2 separate regions of the Sus scrofa genome follow, and region 2 is linked to region 1. Evidence: chromatin contacts called from public Hi-C data. All regions are on one chromosome and are shown on one strand. The core of a region is the stretch at or near the end of the contact, and the rest is flanking DNA. Distances in the headings are between cores, read along the strand shown.

What was found. Hi-C and Micro-C count contacts between places; a contact is called where the count stands out from the background.
Region 2: a contact with region 1 is called in a Hi-C map of liver, with 3 times the contacts expected there. The contact joins the enhancer-like site here to the promoter of TRMO in region 1. A contact is called at or near these places in 1 of 5 promoter capture datasets (liver), 15 of 47 Hi-C or Micro-C datasets (alveolar macrophages, embryonic fibroblasts, fetal skeletal muscle and 7 more) and 2 of 2 datasets of contacts at active chromatin or transcription factors (alveolar macrophages and skeletal muscle).

The regions. Positions count from the first base shown.
Region 1 is chr1:239,785,637-239,789,089 of Sscrofa11.1, forward strand. TRMO (tRNA methyltransferase O) reads right to left here and starts at 1,296. Exons shown (of 6, transcript NM_001243624.1): 1 at 1,189-1,296. The coding sequence starts at 1,264.
Region 2 is chr1:239,858,733-239,862,079 of Sscrofa11.1, forward strand. The region is part of intron 3 of ANP32B (acidic leucine-rich nuclear phosphoprotein 32 family member B); the gene reads left to right. Among named protein-coding and RNA genes, the nearest start is that of ANP32B, 18 kb to the left of the region's middle. Within about 2 kb of position 1,464, at least 8 of the 83 cell types and tissues checked have an H3K27ac peak or open chromatin away from gene starts, as enhancers often do. A contact at or near this core is called in liver, where this site is marked.

The DNA of each region.
Region 1 (3,453 bases), core at 46-2,545:
GCACAAGATGTTTTTCAGCAATTTTCCTAGTTTGTCCTAATCTGTGACCAATCTGTCCTTTTGGTAAGTACTGTTATTCGAGGAAAAGGCAAGATTCCATAAATCAGAAGACCACCAGGATCATGATGAGCTCTCCTGACACCAGCTTTGATGACTAAAATTTCCTGAAAGAAAAACACGTTTGCCCCAATCTTGACTCTTACCTGAAACCCTGTTCTTCTCCTTTTAGATTATAAAACTCCCTGCAATTCTTCCCCAAAGGAGGAGAGTCTTTAAGACATTAGCCTGCTGTGGTCTCCTTTGCCTGGCAAAGCAATAAAAGCTATATTTTTTTTTCTCCTTCACCCAAAACTGTCTCTGGGGTTCCATTTGGTAGCAGTTGGACAGAGACCCAGTTTTTGGCAACAGTCTCAAGAACTTTCACTTTTCTAAGTGAAATAAAACCAGTAATAACCTAAACACCCAACAAAAGGAACTGGGTAAATAAGAGCACACCTATAAAACAAAACAGTGTGCAACCTCTTAAAATTAACATTAATTGCCATGGAAAGTTTTTACAAACCTTAAGGTTTTGAGGTTATAAAACAGTGGGATTACATATCAACACATATTTCTAGGATATATGCACTGAAAAAATTATGGAAGGTATAAACCAAGATATTAACAGAGGTTTTCTCTGCTTGATGGCCAACTACTTTAACCTTTTTTCCATTTGCTTCCTCTAATTTCCAAAGTTAAGACAGTCTCCTGCATAAGTAAGAGTGAAAATACAGAGAAACAAGCCCATGACCATCTTTCCAGGTTCAGCTTAAAACTATTTCCTACAGCACCGGATGCTTCTCTCTGGTGGCATTAACTCCTAGTCGGCACAGCACCTGATGTAAACATCCTATCTCTCCTTTATGAGTGAGAACTCTCCAAAGGACAGGCCACTACACTGCAGGTGGCTGTTCTGCCAAGGTCAGCCGACCTCAGCCACCACGAACAGGGCAGGAGAGATGACGTCATCCTGCTCCACCTCCGATACATCACGTGGTCGTCTAAGCACGTGACCCGTGCCTTCGCAATAAACAGGAAAAGGACCCAGTCCGTTCACGGTCTCGCTTTCCTTGTCCTCTCTACAGTTAAGTCGGCTGCCTGCACTTATGGTTGTTCTGAGAGAGGAACCGCCAGCCTCTTAAAAGTTACCTGTCTCCAGAGTTGGCTTCACGCACCCGCACGGGGTAGCTTTAGGGCGAGGCCCAGGGTCCTCCAAGCCGCGCATAACTACTGGTTGCACAGGTGCCCACCCAACGCGTTAAGCCTTCCGCTTCCGGTCTCCGCGCCTGGCGCCTGCGCAACAGCCGCTCGGGCTGGTGGCGCTAAGATCCAGCACGCGCTAGGGGTGTGGGGTGCGCGCCGCGCGCGCAGCGGGCGGCGGCGGAAGCAGAACTGAGGTTGAGGTTGTGTACCTGAGGTCTCGTTCCGTTCCTGAACCCGCGTCTATGCGGTCCCGCCTGGATCCACAGCAGTTTCCCGCCCTCTCAGGGCAGCTAGCGACTCCGAAGTTACTGCCCGTTTCAAGGGGGACTCGTCATTGAAGATTTATGCATAAAGATATCTCTCTCGAAATAAGCAACCTGCGTATCTAACGCATGACGATAATTTTTAAAGACAAAGGATATGTATGGGTAGTATATCACATAGCAAGATGATCGGATGTTAGAAAATGTTAATACTTGGATGGTGGGAATACACAAATGGTCATTTATACTTATCTGTATGCTCCCATTTTTCCGTAATAAGAAGGATGTTTTGTCAGAAAGGAGCCCCAGGTAAATCTTATTTCAAATCTAATGGATGGGTAGACCCACACCAGATTAGGTAGGGGTTGAGAGGTGGAGACTTGTTTCCTGTGCGTCATACTTCATGGGAACTGAAGCGAGAATGAAATTTGAATCAACATGCCATATACATTGAGGAGATTGTGCCATCGTTTCTGGAGAGCTCTAAAAAACTGAGGGCCAGCAAGAATCAGTTTTCATTCCATTGGATGGCCAGTTATCCTTGCACCGCTAGCCTGCCCTTTTACCCATTGACTTGTAACGTCTTCTCTCACCTGTATATTTTATCAAGTTTCTCTGTATACATAATTCTGCTTCTGAGCTTTTTATCCTGTTGTTGCATGAGGGTTGGGGTGCGGAGGGTGGAGCATGTGCCTGCAAAATAAATTATTCAAATAAAACTGCATAGATGTGGAAGCTTTATAACCATGAAAAGCTGTTCCTCAACTGGTTCATTTGTCGTGGACTAAATAGATCACTAGCAGAAAAGGAACATTGGAAGGAGCCAAAGATTTAAAGATCGTGGGGTTTAAAACAAAAACTAAAAATTGAGAAAATTCGTACACCTACATATCTTCTGATAGGTCTTTTCCACGTGAAAATTTTAAAAAGTTCTCTTGTGGCAAAGCAGGTTAAGGATCTGGCATTGTCACTGCAGCGGTCTGAGTCGCTCTTGTGGCGGGAGTTGGATCCCTGGCCCAGCAACTTCTTCATGCCACCAGCGCAGCCAGAAAAAGAAAAAATTAGACAAGAATGCTATTGTTTTCAGGAGGAAAGAGTTCTGGGGCAGCTGAAGAAACAAGAACAAGTTGCAGAAGGGCTGAGCTATATACCCGCTGTAAAACTGGGGCCGTAACAGCAGCAGTTGGCCACTAGATGGGGGTGTTGCTAAAAGTGATAGTCGGTTAATTTGTGGCCAGGCTGTTGCAGAAATGAGGGGTATATGCGCTCCTGGCCTTAGAAATCATATATCGTGATAATCACACCAAAAATACATTACCAAGTGTGACAAGTTCTGAAATGCAAAACAGACTTGGAGATACTGGTGAGGTACATTAATCCCTGTTTTAGAAGTAAAATTTCTCTATGGGAGACAGGAACTTGAATATATAGCACTTTTATTACATGAAGTTTTCATTAGCCTGTCTAGAGTTACATATGATTATTTGTATTTATGAGACAACCCTTTCTCTGGAGGTAGGACCTAGGAATCTGCCTTTAAAAAATCTAAATGATTCAAAGCAGGTGGTCATCTGCCTACACTGTGAGAAGAACTTCTCAGTGTAATGAATAAATGAATCATCTTTCATTTGGGTGAAGGATCTTTTTTTTCCTTCCGCTTTTTGGGGCTGCACCCGCAGCATATGGAAGTTCCCAGACTAGGGGTCAAATCGGAGCTACAGCTACCGGCCTATCCACAACCACAGCAACTTGAGATCTGAGCTTCATCTTCAAACTACATCACAGCTCACAGCAATGCCGGATCCTTAACCCACTGAGGGAGTCCAGGGATGGAACCTGCATCCTCATGGATATTAGTCGGATTCATTTCCACTGCACCACAACAGGAACTCCCAGTGAAGGATCCTTTTGAAAATCAAAACTTTGGATCCTCACACACATCATACTT
Region 2 (3,347 bases), core at 214-2,713, 73 kb after region 1:
GAGTGCCTGCCATTCTTCTGAACTTGCTGTTCAGATTCCTGGATGTACTAGGTGGGTCTCCTGAAGTTACAACTTAAGGATAAATAAAACTGTAGGAGAAAGTGTGGGGGCGGGGGAAATGTTGGGTCCATTTTGACTTCTGAAAGTATTCTTCAGTTGTGAAAAACACCATCCTCATCCTCATCAACCACATACATTTTGAACACCGTCTACTTTGAGCCCAGTTCTTACAGTCAATGCAATGATTGTGAATGCCTCTGCTTACTACAGGGACATTAATCGAGAGACAAAGAAGGCATCAATTCAAACTTCCTTGGACACCTTTTTTAAGAGACCTGGGCCATCCAAACCATCCCCCAAAGCCCTTCTAAATTCTAAGAAGGCAAGCAAAATTATTGTTAATAAAATGTTTAATGTTTATTATGGATAGCCTATTAGTTTTAGGCCAAATTTCTGAGATGGTAGAGTTGTGAATTTTTTTTCTTTCTTTTTTTTTAAAGCCGTATTTACACATTACATTGGGATCCTGAATATCTGTGTGTAGTGTATTTTGGACCTTTAAAGCACAGTTTTACTGCTCTAAACAATTTTAGAGTTCTACCATTATTAGGAGTTTTGTTGATGTTTATTTGGTTTCACTTTGTTTTCTAGCATATTGTTTGGCATGTCTGAATTATTCATATGGGTCCTTTCTAAAGAAGTGGCCAAAAATGTCACGGATTCAGAGTTTCAGAAACAGGAGGCCCTGTGTTAGGCTAGTCAATAGAGTTAGAAAATGTGCTTGGGGCACTGTTGAGCATTAAGATCAGGGGTTGTATGCATTTTTTTGTACATCCATTCCTAGGGAATAATATTGAACAGTAAATGGCTGCTTCCTTTAAGTGAAGAATTTATACTGAGCCTCTGTGGGGAAAGCTGCCTAAATTTACTTGTGGTTCTATATTAGCTGTTACAGAGTCAACCCTTTTGTGAAAAGAGTTCCCCAGTTGTCTGGGGTGCTATTTCAACATTTTTTCCCCCTCTTTGGCAAGAACGCATTCCTGGGCTTCCGGAGTTCAGGGACTGTCTAGTAGGAACCTAATCTGAAAGCTGCATGTCATAAAAGCGTTTCTCCCTGTGAGCCCTAGGGCTGGGGACAACTATCTTAAAGAAAGACCTCAGGGGACTGATTTACATAAGCACATTATTGGATCAGCGACCTCTTGGATCAGTGTACGTGGCTGTTTTGAGGAGTACATTTGCCTGTTGCTCTTAACTCTGTTCTGGGTCTGTGCTCCCAAGGGCTGTTCAGTGAGAATAAAATCAATGTGGGCACCTCTTTGATGAAGAAAATGAAGGTTTGTGAGTGCAGGAGTCAGCAACCCTTTGCTCTCAAGGACCAGATAGTAGACCACCTAGGTTTTGTAGGCCTTAGTCTTTGTTACAGCCACTCCACTTTGCCCTTATAGCTCAAGAGAAGCCACACAAAGTTCCTAAACAAGTGAGTGTGGCTGTGTTCCAGTGAAAGTTAGTTTACAAACACGAGAGGCGGGCAGGATGGGCCAGCACAGTTTGCCAAGCCCTGCTTTAAAGCAGAGATTTTGACATCATTTTGTAACTCCCAAGAATTATACAGACACCGTAGATCCTGAAGACAAGGTTTTGTTTCATCTATATCTCTTCCCAGGCCCTTGTGAATATTGAAATAGATTTCCAATGAAGTATCAAAATCCTTAAACATCAACATTTATTTTCTGCAACTTACTTCATGAAGAGATCCTCTTAATATTTTTTTAGAGAATGGTAAATCTTTTGATTCAAAACCTTTAAATGCTAAATTTGTGGGAGTTCCTGTTGTGGTTCAGCAGGTTTGGAACCCAGCACAGTGTCTGTGAGGATGTCAGTTTGATCCCTGGGCTCATTCAGTGGATTAAGGATTCAGCAGTGCTGCAGGCTGTGGTGTAGTCACAGATGCAGCTCAAATTCAGTGTTGCTGTTGCTGTGGTGTAGACCACAGCTGCTGCTCCTATTCAGCTCCTCACCCGGGAACTTCCATATGCTACAGGAGCAGCTTTAAAAAGAAAAAATAAATAAAGGTTAAACGTAGGAAGCCATATATCCATATGCCCCCAGGCCCCCCTCTTTTGCTTTTTAGGGCCACACCTATAACATATGGAAGTTCCCAGGCTAGGAATAGATTGTAGCTGCAGCTGCTGGTCTCTGCCACAGCAGTTTGGGGATCTGAGCTGTGTCTGTGACCTACACCTCAGGTCATGGCAATGCTGGATCCTTAACCCCACTGAGTGAGGCCAGGGATCGAACCAGCATCGCATCCTCATGGATACTAGCAGGGTTCCTAACTCGCTGGGCCACAATGGGAACTCCCCACAGGCCCCCGTTTTAAAAGGCATCAGACTACGTAGTATTTCACATTTTGAGTTTTCTTTTTACAGGTGTGCCCCCTTTTTTGCTCTCTGTGAGGGTCTCTTGGCATTTTGTTACTATCTCCTTACTTACCTATAGTACTACCTATGTCCTCCCAATCTTGTAATTTACCCTTAGTCAAAACTTAACAGACCTGGCATTGAAATACTGATACACTGATATAATAATGAAGACCTGAGTCAGATGTTTTCCTGTCCACTTCACCTGCTCAGAAAACTTGGGGGGCCAAGTTTCTAGATCTTAACTGGTTTAGTTAGATGAAACTGAAGTTCTAAACAAATGAGGTGTTGCAACAAAACTTGAAGGTATGGTAAAATCAGAAAAATTTTTAAAGTTCTGATAATAGAACTTTTCCCCAAAAATCAAGAAAGAAGAGTGTAATGTTCAGTCTTTTCCCCAAAAATCAAGAAAGAAGAGTGTAAAGTTTCTCTACTTGCTGAGTTTCAACTCTGAGTCCCCTTTCTTTTTCCCCCAGCCTACATTGACTCCTGCCTTTCTGAAAAATAGCTGCATCCCCACACTTTGTGCTTTACTAGACTCCTTTGGAGTATTTACATTTATGTCTCCAAGTAGAAATCTCAAGAATTTCAAGATATCGATTGAATTAACTCATTTGATTTAATTTTCCCCCTCCTATACTACCACCTTAGAGCACTGACTGCTTGATAATCAAGCGGGTTCTTACTGGTCATTTGATTACTCATACATTAAAACTAGTTATTTATAACTAAATAAATTTAACCAGATATATTAAACTCTGTTTGATTTGTCTCACACTTTAAAAAGATCTAGTTTTAATGTTTCAAAGGCATATTTCTTAAGACTACTCATGCTGCCAAAAGAAAATTCTCTAGAGGATAGTGGTAGAAGGTAAAAAGTAGTTAAAAATCTAGTGACCTAATAGAAAGGTTGCGAAGGACTTG